2 separate regions of the Triticum aestivum genome follow, and region 1 is linked to region 2. A link is a contact called in public Hi-C data. All regions are on one chromosome and are shown on one strand. The core of a region is the stretch at or near the end of the contact, and the rest is flanking DNA. Distances in the headings are between cores, read along the strand shown. Region 1 holds the start of LOC123162588 (polyadenylate-binding protein-interacting protein 8). Region 2 holds the start of LOC123159551 (nuclear intron maturase 1, mitochondrial).

What was found. Hi-C and Micro-C count contacts between places; a contact is called where the count stands out from the background.
Region 1: a Hi-C map of leaf shows a contact between it and region 2, with 4 times the contacts expected there. The contact joins the promoter of LOC123162588 here to the promoter of LOC123159551 in region 2. A contact is called at or near these places in 4 of 5 Hi-C or Micro-C datasets (leaf and an unstated tissue) and 1 of 1 datasets of contacts at active chromatin or transcription factors (leaf).

The regions. Positions count from the first base shown.
Region 1 is chr7B:447,899,707-447,906,289 of IWGSC CS RefSeq v2.1, forward strand. It overlaps LOC123162588 (polyadenylate-binding protein-interacting protein 8), which reads left to right and starts at 2,693. Exons shown (of 10, transcript XM_044580360.1): 1 at 2,693-3,270; 2 at 3,746-3,856; 3 at 3,963-4,007; 4 at 5,317-5,389; 5 at 5,475-5,587; 6 at 5,699-5,758; 7 at 6,514-6,561. The coding sequence starts at 2,860.
Region 2 is chr7B:447,198,738-447,205,688 of IWGSC CS RefSeq v2.1, forward strand. It overlaps LOC123159551 (nuclear intron maturase 1, mitochondrial), which reads left to right and starts at 4,228. Exons shown (of 2, transcript XM_044577380.1): 1 at 4,228-6,663. The coding sequence starts at 4,308. The coding sequence ends at 6,419.

The DNA.
Region 1 (6,583 bases), core at 1,443-3,942, 700 kb after region 2:
TTCGAGTGAAGCCTTTGGAAATCTCTGGAACAACTGACGATTTTGCTAGCGACACTGACGAAGTTCATCTGGTCGCTGACGAATTTGGTCACACTGAGGAGTTATGATTTCTCTAGTGCGATCTGCTTATCGTGAGGAAATTGAGTGCCCCGACAAAATTGAGAGTTCAATTTACAATTGTTGATGTGCCGCGTGCCAGCTATCGAGTGGATCCTTATCATGACAACGGTCATGTCTGACAAGGGCATTTATGACATTTTATGTTGGATTGCCCCTGGCTATAAATAGTTCACCCCCCACAACCACTGTTGGTTGGCTGCTATAGAGAGAACTTGACACTTGTCATTTAAGAGCAACCCATCATCTGACGACTTTGAGAGAATCCGAGTGAGGAAAAACCCAACCAGAGACAAAGTGATTGAGTATCACTGAAGAGATTGATCTGTGTGATCCGACGCCTATTACCTTTGAAGATTGTCATTCCTCCAGACGGTTAGGCGTCAAGTTCTGAGCACCCAAAAGTCATTGTGGTGTGTCGGTGAACAAGTTTGTGAAGGTCATGAAAGTCTGCCTTGAAGACTTACCATGAGTGATTGGGTGAGGTCTAAGTGACCTTTGCTCAAGAGGAATACAGTGAGGACTAAGTGTCCTCTGAGTTCATCTCAACCGCGTCAACCAGACGTATAGTTGATACAACAACTGGAACTGGTCTACCAAATCGCGTGTCTTCATCGAGCCAACCTGGTTTCAAATTCCTCACCCTTACCTTTTGTACTGAAGAATTTGCGATCTACTTTCTGAAGAATTTAAACTGAAGACTTTCATCACGATGCTTTCATTTCTTCAGTTCATCTTCCTCATGCATGTATGCATGTATGATTGCATGTTCTTCACATGTATGTATCTTGTATGCGCACTTTCTATTTCTGTGATGACTTAGTTCCCTCGCGTTTATATCTTTTCACTCTGATTTTCATCAAATTCATCAGAGTTTGACGAATTTCTAAAAATGCCCCATTCACCCCCCTCTGGGTGTAAACCTGTGTTTTCACTTACTACATGACCGTGAAAATAGGTAGTTCTAGAAGATACCCCATGCGTTGATGCGGGGATTGCTTGCAATAATTTAAATAAAATATATATATATATATATATATATATATATATATATATGGAAAATGCATCCTATATGTATGTTGATTATTATACTATATATATATATTGCATTTGATTATTATATAGTTGTAAATATATATAGAATATATTTATTCCATATGTATGTTGAGAGAAATATAATTAGAATGATTTAAGTTGGGATGTGTGCATGTTGAGAGAGACTATTAATAATAGTTTTCATGGATATCAAGAGAAACAGCTAGTGGGATGATGAGGTGGCACATATGGTGAGTTGCATGTGAGCATGTTGAGAAAATTGACACAGGGATCAACTATTTAGGTATATAGGATAGTATAGGACTAGCGTCACCTTCCTTCGTCATACAGCGGTGCTACACACACGACACACTACGCACGATTCATGGACGATATTTAAATCCAGCCGCACATGCACATCATTGAGAAGGACACCAGCGGCTGGATTAGCACGTCGTGCATATATCGGGCAGCAGTGACGTCTGGGTAGCAGTCTAATTTTGTTCTTAACTTCGACACAAAAATACACACCAAAGATTGCATGCATTACCCTGTATATTGATGTATAATTACATTTATATAGGGAGCCAGTGTATACTAACATATACACTCCTAAATTTATAACGAGCTATAGCTAAATTGATGTATAATTACATTTATCAGGGGAGCCATTGTACAATGACATATACACCGCTAAATTTGTTAAAAATGTACGTGAAAAAAGAATTTCTACAGTTTCAGCTAAAATAAATAATGACTACTATACAAGTATCTAAAATATGTAAACACCCAACACATTAACACAACACATGGTCATTCTATTGCGCGCTTAACATCAGACAATAAGAAGAAAATCATACTTCCTTCGTCTCAAAATAAATGTCTCATTTTATACTAAGTTTAGCAAAAGGTTATACTAACATTGAAGGTTGGGACAATTATCTTAGGACACAGAGAATACTCGTTTTACTCTTATCATGAGCAGTAACATACGACCACCTAACCCTCAACCAGATCTGCCAGATGACATGGTCTCACCAACCTCTACACTCTATCCTTTTGTCCCAATACCTATCGTTCAAAACTCCCATCAGTTTAATGCGCACCGCATAATAATCAGTAAGCCCAACGCGAGAGTTGCCAGCCATCTTGCTTGGTGTTTCTACGCGTGCACGCTGACTCCACAAACATGGCCACAAGCTCAGAAGATCCCGCCCGCTCACCCCGATGACCCGCCATTCTACACACCCATACAACTCAATCTCTCTTTAAAAAGCTTCCACCCAAAATGATAATTTCTCTTCAAGAAAGTCTTTTTGCAGCGCAAAGAATAGATGAACAAATAAACGGATAAACACGATGACAGGAGCGTAATGGACAGAAACAAAGGCGAATAGGCCCCACAGCGATTTATTTTCCCCCAAGAAAGGACTTTGTAGCGCACGGAAACGAAAAGGAAAAGGATATTAGTCGCAGTAGAGAAAAGAGTGGGCTTGGGCACCTATTTATAGCCAACCTCCCCGAAAGCGATCTCGCTCGCCTCCTCCACGCTTTTTCCCTTCCATTCCTCCCTCCCCGCAGCCCCAATAAATAATAAAAACCCAACCCCACGCCGAATTCCTTAGTCCTCGATTCGATTTTCTCGCCAATTCACGGGCCGCTAGTGCCGGGGGCGCGATCGGCGGTGAGATTCGTCGCCGGGCGGAAATGGTTGCCGTGGCGGCCGAGGGCCCGATCCGCGCCGACGCCGTGCCGGCGGCGGCCGGGGCCGGCGCGGAGAGGGCCGATGCGGCGGCCGCGGGCGGGGCGGCGGCGGCCAAGGCCAGGGAGGACGAGGTCAGGGAGTACAAGAGTGACGTGAGGAAGCTGGAGGAGCTGTTCAAGAAGCTGAACCCCTCCGCGGAGGAGTTCGTGCCGCTCTCCCGCCGCCAGGGGGACGGCGCACGCCGCCTGTCGGCCGACGCGCCCGTCTTCGTCTCGCCCGCGATCGACTACTATGCGCCCCACCACCCGTTCCAGCATCAGCAGATGCACGTGCTGCAGGTGGTCGGTGGCGGGGGCGGAGCGGGTAGAGACTCCAGCAGCGACGGATCCGCCAACGGCCAGCCGAATCGACGGGTAAGCGCGAGCCGAATTGCCGATTCGGGCTCGGTTTTTCGATTTGTTTCGCGTGGCGCTTTGGAGTGGCGACGCCTTGTGGCCAGATCAGTCGATCAGATTTGAGGTTTATGGTGATGTTGATGGGTTTGGGTTTTTTGATCTCTCTCTCACGCGATCGGCTCGGAGGTTGATCTCTTTTCTAGGGTTTTAGGTGCAGTTGGGTTTTGATATTAGCACCACCAATTGTGGATGTCGCGAACGTTACTTTGGTGAACGGATTTTTCTCATAGATCGATCGATTTCTTCTCAACTCTTATCCGTTTTACTGGATTCGTGTGGTTGACTTCATATCCGTTTGCTTTTCAGTTGTTGTTAGTTTTTTCACATGAATTTGTTTGTCAATGCTAATTCTACATTTCACCATATTTGGGTTTTAGGGGGCAGCACTTCTTTCTCGGTTATATTGACCAGCTGCATTGGTCTGTGGTTACAGAGAAGGAATGGCTTCAACCAGGGGAGACGTAGGATGGGAGTTCGGCCAAGGCGAACTGATAGGGAGGATAGTGTACGGCGAACTGTCTATGTCTCAGACATTGATCAACATGTGAGAATATTAAAGAGAATGAGCTGCTTGTATTAGTTTCTTCTTTCAGTTTTTTCTTCTTTTTGTACTTAATTGACTGACCCCTGAACGCCCCATCGATTTGCAGGTCACTGAACAGAAGCTTGCTGAGGTTTTCTCAAACTGTGGTCAAGTATGCTCTTAGACTCCTTACTATTAAAAATATTATTTGTGATAGCATATGATGCTTGTTTGTCCGAATATCCTTTTTTATATCTTGAATAAAATAAGCGATCTGTTTTTAATGGCTTAAAATATTGCATGACAGAACTGCTGTAAGTCGAATGCATCATCTTGACAAGTAATCTAGGATGAGTTCATATATGTTTGATATCTTGAGTCGAGTATGTTGGAACGCATTTTTGTTTGTACTTTGTGGCACACAGCAAGTATGGGTTTGTACTATGACTACAGTTGCACACATATGACATAAATAAATGTAAGGGTAATTCACCTGGGTGCCACTCCGGAGTTTGACTCGTTTTACATATGTACAATTCTGTTATTTTCTAATTAATTATTTAGTTATTCCGCCAATCCTCTTTGATCCTTGGCATAAGAGATAACTTGTCCCAACCCAATAGGAATATGACCTAACCGTTGTTCTTGCACTTATCTATTAGTATAGTTTAGTTATCCCTGTTAGTTTGTTATAAGTTATCAGTTACAAACCAGCATATTTGTGCCACACTTGTACCTGCTGCCAATAAAGGCGGGGCGCCATTTGTTCATTCATCTCAGAAATCCAACTAAATTGACCAAAGCCAAACAATCCTCATTTAAATAACCCAACCGATAAAGTTTCTAATATTAAGTGCCAGCAGCCTTTGGAGTATTGACAGAGAGATAATCTTATGTTGCACCAATTTTTGATGCACATCCCTTTGGTCAGGTGCTTGCACCAGCTTTTGGTACTTAAATTATTTGAGTCCACGTCCGCTGTTACCAGGATCTCCTGCGTTTTCTGTTTTTCTTTAGCTCCCGTATAGACATAACCTGCTCAAGTGTTACTGATGTATCAGATATTTGGTTTCAGTCATTCTGGAACGTCCTATCCTAATTGTCATAATCATCAATTGATGGGAATTAGTATCTTCTAGAAACAGGCGTTATATCCCTATAAACAGGTGTTATATCCCTATACACCGAGTTTAAAGCGATGTGGCGTAAATAGTTGTGCATAAATACACCCCCATCCTGAAAATTGTCATAGTCATCAATTGATGGGAATTAGTATCTTCTATGAAACAGGCGTTATATCCCTATACACCGAGTTTAAAGCGTTGTGGTGTAAATAGCTGTGCATAAATACACCCCCATCCTGAAATTCCTGGATATGCCCCTACTTTAAGTAGTTGCTATATATAGGCAATATTGGATACTTGCTTGTTTATGTCATTGTTGAAGCTTAGTAATGTTATAACCATCTTTTGCACTTGTAGGTGGTAGATTGCCGTATCTGTGGTGATCCAAACTCAGTGATGCGTTTTGCTTTTATCGAGTTCGCCGATGATGGTAGTATCTTCAACATATAAATTGCTATTTCATAACTCTTATGTTGTAAGAAGCAATCCTGGATGAATTTCTGCTTTTTCTGCAGTCGGTGCAAGAGCAGCTCTAACGCTTGGTGGAACCATTCTTGGTTTTTATCCTGTCAGAGTTCTGCCATCTAAGACTGCAATTTTGCCTGTGAACCCCAAATTTCTTCCTCGAGTAAGTAAACATATTTAGTTACATAGTTTTCTGCAAATTTGGATCCTACTATTAGGTGATTTCCAAGCTCTATAATAATACTAGCCTGAATCTGCTCCCCTTTTTGTGCAGACAGAGGACGAGAAAGAAATGGTATCCAGGACTGTGTACTGTACTAACATTGACAAAAATGTATGCTGCCCTGTCTTTCATTTCTGTTACGCTTATAACTTAACAAGCAAATTATAATCATATGTATTCCAAAAGCCTACAAAAGCGCGAGTTGCACTCTTTCCTTTTTTGGTGAACAGTTTGAGGACTAGCTTGTTATGTTGGTGTTTTGTGATTGTAGCTTAGTAACCTGATATGGTATTAGGTACCTGGAATTAGCTGCAACTGAAACCCCTTTCCTTGAACGAATGTACACAAAGACGGCCCATTATGATGGGTTATGGGTTCCTGCTAGCTATTGCTAATTTTAAAGCAATTCCTTCAATATCACATGATACATTACATTATATTAGTTGAAAACTAGGCAAAGTCTGAAGCAGATTGTGCTTTCAGACTTGCATACAAATTTCAGTCATATGTCTTAAAATAGGGGGTCGATATTAGATCTTAATCGGAATGGATGACTGAGTTTATGTGTCTACCAGATTTCTTTTGTTTTGATATCCCTTTTTATAATAATGTAGGTATTTTTTTGTAAGTGTAGTGTGCCAATACTCCCAAGTTAATATTTAGAGATGTATTACTTCATTTCTTATTTTGTAGCAGTGGCCATTTCAATTATGATCTAGAATAAAGTTAAATAAGTAAGCCAAAGGACAATTTGAAACGATAAATCCAGACATCCTTGTTGTTCTTTGGTGATTTCTCACGGAGTTTGATATGGTGATTGTATTGCATCTTTCTGCTTTCTTAGTTGTCCTTTCATGAACATGTAGGTTCCAGAGGATGTTGTGAAGAATTTCTTTGAGGGAATTTGTGGGGAGGTATGTTCAAATGCTTTTATCT
Region 2 (6,951 bases), core at 2,978-5,477:
ATCCATCTAAGCCCGGCTCCGGTCTCTCATAGCCGACCTCACATACGATTAGGTTCACGCAACCCGGCTACCATCCAACACTACATGGCTAGTGACACTAAGCCATCCATTGTGTTGTATGTCGGTATGTTTTGATGTGAATCAACACATTACTTTTCGACTGGGACTATTTATAGCATATCATACAATGTAAGATCTTACAAACAAATCGTGAATTTGCCAACATGCATCATTGATATCGTCGAAGCACTACATTTATTCATAAGCACATTAGGAAGTATCATCCCACCAGCTCAAGGGCATATCTCGAACAGAAGGATGTGGAGAGGGTATTCTAGTGTTCCAAACTAGTTGGAGTATTGTTCGTGAAGTTGCTATTATGTGGGAACTAGAGACATGGTGGCAGCTGATGACAAGTTGTGTATGAAGAAAATATGCCGTAGAGGCAATAATAAAAGCTACTGCTTATTTTCATGTACGTAATAAATATATATTTTTGTGCTATAATTATAATGGTTCTAGAGTCTGCAATAACTACGAGGCTAAGAGAAAAATATATGTGCATGTGTGGAATAATAAACGGTAAAATTACTCGTAGTCTCGCCTCTAAGACTAGCTCAAGTGTTGCATAACGATTTTGTTTTCCTGATCATGGGCATAGTTTAGTAACAAGGATGCCAGCAACTTTCAGGACACATTGTTGTAAGAACACATGTGTTGAACTGACCCAATCGATTTATATTCTAGGAGATCATATAGTCATTTAGTTATTAGTATAATCACACAGATGTTAACATTTTCATAGTTATTTATATCATTAGAGTATCGAGTTCCTTCATGCCGGACATTGGATTTTGGGGTTCGTCAAACGTCGCGCGTAACAGGGTGATTATAACGACAACATCAGAAAAGTGTGACAAGGGACTTGATAGCTTAAGACTGGGATTTGCTCCTTCGACAATGAAGAGATATTCTTAGGGCCTCTCGGTGTGATGGTGCTCATCATCATCTAGCCAGACACACCATGACTTGTTCACAGGGATGCTGGAACACGGAACGAGAAAAGAAAGCAAAACCAGTAACAAGGAAACTGCGTAGTGAGCAAGTGTTGGTTCATGAGATGCCGATAAATCTCACCAGGGGATTTGTAAAGTATTGTGAAGCAAAGGGAATAGCACACGGGAACAAATTCACTCGATATTTATCCAAGTGGGTGTTGGGGTCAATACAAATGTCCACAATTTTGCTATTGATCATTGAATCGAAAGGAGTTCCGGGTTCATGTCTACACTTTACCGAACCTACGGGGTCACTTGATTAAGGATCATGATCTATTGACAATTAGAAGTGTAGATTGTGAGACAAATTCACCGGAAAAGTTCCAGGAAGTTTGAAAATGTTTCAGAAAGAGAACCGAAGGTGTTCCGAAGAAATCGGTGGCATTTCAGAGAAAGCCAATTAAAACTGGGAGACTAGAAAGTTCTAGATGAAGTAAAATAAATCCCAGATAGTATGGGAAGGCTCTGGAGCCTCCTGGAAATGCTAGGGGCACCATGGGCCGGCCCCAAGGGCAAGGCTCAAGTGGGAGGCCAGTCGCATGGGCTCTACAACCCATATTTGTCGGGGTGCCCCTCACCCACAACTTGGTGCCCAAGCCACATGGGGCGACTAGGCTTTGGGGAGTGACTCCACCTGGTGCAGCTGACCTAGGGAGAGGCATCACCTCCTCCAAGGGGGATCCCCTTCCTGTGCGCCTGTGTATTTGTATCATCAAATGATCGATGTGCATGTGGTTGCGTGGATTTGAGAATTTGAAAATGATGAGTGTAGTTGCATGGGCCTGTTGGGGAACGTAGTAATTCAAAAAACTTCATACGATCATGCAAGATCTATCTAGGAGATGCATAGCAACGAGACGGGAGAGTGTGTCCACGTACCCTCATAGACTAAAAGCGAAAGCGTTTAGTAACACAGTTGATGTAGTCGAACGTCTTCACGATCCAATCGATCCAAGTACACCTCCGTGTTCAGCACACGTTCAACACAATGATGTCCCTCGTGCTATTGATCCAGTTGAGGATGAGGGAGAGTTCCGTTAGCACGACGGCGTGGCGACGGTGATGATGAAGTTACCGGCATAGGGCTTTGCCTAAGCACTATGACGATATGACCGAGGTGTTAAATTATGGAGGGGGGCACCGCACACAGCTAAGAGATTGTCTGTTGTGCTTTGTGGTGCCCCCTGCCCCTGTATATAAAGGAGGAGGGAGGAGGCGGTCGGCCTAGAGGGGCGCGCCAAAAGAGGGGAGTCCTAGGACTCCCAGTCCTAGTAGGAGTCCCCCTTCCTTTTCGGAGTAGGAGAAGGGGGAAGGGAAAGAGAGAGGGAGAAGGAAACGGGGGGCCGCGCCCCCTCTCCTAGTCCAATTCGGTTTGGCTAGGGGGGGCACCTCCTGTCCGTCGGCCTCCTCTTCCCACTAAGGCCCATGAAGGCCCAATACTCTCTCGGGGGGTTCTGGTAACCTCCCCGTACTCCGAAAAATACCCGAATCACTCCGAAACCATTCTGGTGTCCGAATATAACCTTCCAATATATCAATCTTTATGTCTCGACCATTTTGAGACTCCTCGTCATGTCTGTGATCTCATTCGGGACTCCGAACAAACTTCGGTCATCAAATCACATAGCTCATAATACAAATTGTCATAGAACGTTAAGCGCGCGGACCCTACGGGTTTGAGAACTATGTAGACATGATTGAGACACATCTCCGATTAATAACCAATAGCTAAACCTGGATGCTCATATTGGCTCCTACATGTTCTACGAAGATCTTTATCGGTCAAACTGCACAACAACATATGTTGTTCCCTTTGTCATCGGTATGTTACTTGCCCGAGATTCGATCGTCGGTATCATCATACCTAGTTCAATCTCGTTACCGGCAAGTCTCTTTACTCGTTCCGTAATGCTTCATCTCGCAACTAACTCATTAGTCACATTGCTTGCAAGGCTTATAGTGATGAGCATTACTGAGAGGGCCAGAGATACCTCTCCGATACACAGAGCGACAAATCCTAATCTCGATCTATGCCAACCCAACAAACACCTTCAGAGACACTTGTAGAGCATCTTTACAATCACCCAGTTATGTTGTGACATTTTATAGCACACAAGGTGTTCCTCCGGTATTCGGGAGTTGCATAATCTCATTGTCCGAGGAACATGTATAAGTCATGAAGAAAGCAGTAGCAATGAAACTGTAATGATCATAATGCTAAGCTAATGGATAGGTCTTGTCAATCACATTATTCTCCTAATGATATGATCCCGTTCATCAAATGACAACGCATGTCTATAGTTAGGAAACATAATCATCTTTGATTAACGAGCTAGTCAAGTAGAGGCATACTAGGGACACTATGTATTGTCTATGTATTCACACATGTATTGTGTTTTCGGTTAATACAATTGTAGCATGAATAATAAACATTTATCATGATATAAGGAAATATAAATAACAACTTTATTATTGCCTCTAAGGCATATTTCCTCCAGGGCCAACATTTAAGGAGTGGGCAGACGTTGTCCGTGGACATAACTAGGGTAGATTTGCTCTTACAAGCCAAAAAATCTTGTTGTAAATCCAGACATTTTGGATTTTGGTTTGTTCTTAGATTGGACAGATCTAGAGACAACCGATCAGTGAAATCATCACGAGTCGCAAAACCTGGCCATATGAGGCGTGCAACGTGGGTCGGCCCATGAGCATGGAATTTCGGCCCGGTACGTGCCCGACTCGACACTCAATTAAAAGGGTTGGACCAGCCTTCAGCCGCCACAAAACAAGACCGATCCCAAATCCAGGCCTTAAGGCCGGGCATGACACAAAATTTTTAACTGTGGGCCGACAAGGCATGGCCCGACGTGTAACTATTTTTTTCCTATACATTTTTACTTTTTTAGAAAAAAATACTTATATTTTTTTCTTATTTGTTTAGATTTTTTCTATTTTTTTTAAATTTTTGGAATTTTCTGAATTTCCGAAAAACAAACGGCCTAGAAGATCGAAAAACAACGCGGGCCGGCCTTTATAACTGGCATGCCGGGCCGGTCCCTGGGGCCAGGCCTCGGGCTGACACGGCCATGCTGTGCCAGACCTATTACAGCTGGGCCGAGCCGAGCAGGCCCATATGGCCAGGTTTGCCCGACGCCTAGCCTAGCCTAGCCTCTCAGCCTCTCAGGCCACCCGAGTGTGTGTAGCCACAGTCACCGCCCACCACCTGTTCGAACAAAAACCTCCCCTCCGATGCCGTCGCCGCGCGCAGCGCTTCGCCGTCTTCTCCCCACCACCGGCATCCAACCTATCCGGCGCCGCCCCGCACCGCCTCCACCAGCCGACCAGAGCCCCCTACCCGACCCCTACGCTCTCCTCGTCCACGACCCCATCGACCTCCTCTCCTCGCTGTGGCGCCGCGCCTTCGCTCACCCGCCGTCCACCCCTTTCCCCAACCTCTCCGGCTACGCCTCCCGCCTCGACCTCTGGCTCCTCTCCTACCAGCGCGCCTGCGCCCACGCCACTGGCTCCTTCCCGCCGCGCCAGGCCGTCCCGCTCCCCACCCTCCACTCCCTCCTCCGCCTCCGCGCCGCCGCCCTCCGCCGCCACCCCGCCTTCCCCTGGGGCGCCTCCACCCACCTCCTCCTCCGCTCCCCCGCCGACGCCCCCTCCACCGTCCCCGTTTCCCGCCGCAAGCTCACTGCCCGCCTAGCCAATGCCCCGCCCCCCTTCCAGGACCACGTCGTCCAGGAGCTCCTCCTCCTGCTCCTCGAACCCGTCTTCGAGCCCCGATTCTCCCCCAAGTCCCACGCCTTCCGCCCTGGACGCGGGCCCCACACCGCCATCCGCTCTGTTCGCTCCGGCTTCGCCGGTTACCTCTGGTTCATCACTGCAGACCTCACAACCGTGGTCGACGCCTTATCGTCAGACACCATTCTGTCCTGTGTGGAGAAGGCCGTCTCTGATCGCAAGGTGCTGTCTTTGCTCAAGTCGGCGCTCAACGCCCCCGTCCGGCCCGGGTCTGTGCCGCCAAGGGAGAAGGATCTCGATGGACTAACCAAGAAGAGGCTGAAAAGGAAGGTGCTCAGGAAGAGCAGGAAGAAGAAGGTGCTTAATGAGGATGAGCCCAAGCCAGACCCATATTGGCTGAGACTGTTCTTTGGGTTCGCCCCAGAACAGGCGTGTCACATTCCGGAATATGGGCATTGCGGGATAATTAGTCCATTGCTCGCCAATGTGTGCCTTAACGAGTTGGATTGGTGGATGGAGGAGAGGATTAACGAGTACTTCCGCCCATCAAGGCATGATTCGATATGGAAGGAGGCGGGCGATGAAGGATGCCATAATCCATCTTGGCCTGAGTTTGTTCCGTCAAGTGGGAGGGAGAAGACCAGGAAAATGGATTTCCTTAGATTTGGCTCTCATGTCTTGATTGGAGTCCGGGGGCCGAGAGAGGACGTGGTTGAGATAAGGAGGCAACTAATGGAGTTTTGTGAGAGAACATTTGGTTTGAGGCCAGAGAATTCGTCTGTGGAGATTGAGCACATCACAAGGGGGATTGAATTCTTGGATCATGTCATTGCTCGCCGGGTCATCTACCCAACCTTGCGATACACTGCCAGTGGAGGGAACATTGTGAGTGAGAAAGGTATTGGAACATTGTTATCTGTCACAGCAAGCTTGCAGAGGTGCATAAGGCATTTCAGGAAGCTTGAGCTTGTAAAGGGGGACAGGGATCCTGAGCCACTGCCATGTTCACCAATGCTGTACTCTGGGCAGGCGCACACTAATTCTCAGATGAACAAATTTCTTGAGACCATGGCTGATTGGTATAGGTATGCGGACAACCGGAAGAAGATTGTAGGGTTCTGCGGATATGTTATACGGAGCTCTTTGGCAAAGCTTTATGCGGCAAGGTATAGACTAAAATCCCGTGCTAAGGTTTACAAGATTGCATCGCGTGATCTCAGCTGCCCGTTGAGGGAGAGCACAAACAATGATGCACCAGAATACTCTGATCTCTTGAGGATGGGGGTTGTTGATATTATTGAGGGTGTACAATTTGCGCGCATGTCATCAATTCCATCATGTGATTATACAACTTTCCCTAGGAACTGGGTACCTCACCATGAGCTTGTATTGCATGAGTATATCAAACTGCAAGATCCAAAGTTCTTCTGCGAACTTCACAAGACAATCAAACGACGGGAGATAAGTTCACCACAGGATGATGTATCGAAGATGGTGTGGCATTATAAGGTTCATGGTGTTTATGATAACAACAAGGTCTCAAAGAAATTAAATGAATGGAGGAGTAATGGTGAAGCTGTCAATGGGGACACACAACTTCTGTTGGATAAGTAGTCCTATATTCCATATCATTTGTAGAGATACTGATGGGTGATACATCGATTGCACATAGCAGATCTCCTGTTTTGAACAAAAAACATTTTTGGACAAATAGTCCTAATTGTGTTTGCAGAATACTAATGGGTGATGTATCAACGACCTACCAGCTAAAGACCGAGAAATGTATCATTGGGCAAATATTTGGATGTTCAAGAGCACATGTTTGAACATGTACTACAATACTACACCTGATCTCGAGGTAAACTCATGTGTTGTAACTTTGTGTACTTGTCCTGACATCATTACGAGACATATTATCCCATTCTTTTTCTGTTTGATGTCTTGCGAACTTATGTTTCTACAGTAGTAAGAATGTGTTGTTTGTAGTTATTGTGACACTATGAAAGCTGGGATTACAATGAAAATTTGCATTTCTAGTTAAGTAGTCAATTTGTTAACAAGTTAATGGCACTTATTCAAGCCTTACACAGTTAGACTAACATGCTAGTTTACTCAATATGTTAATGATATAAGAGCACCTCCACTC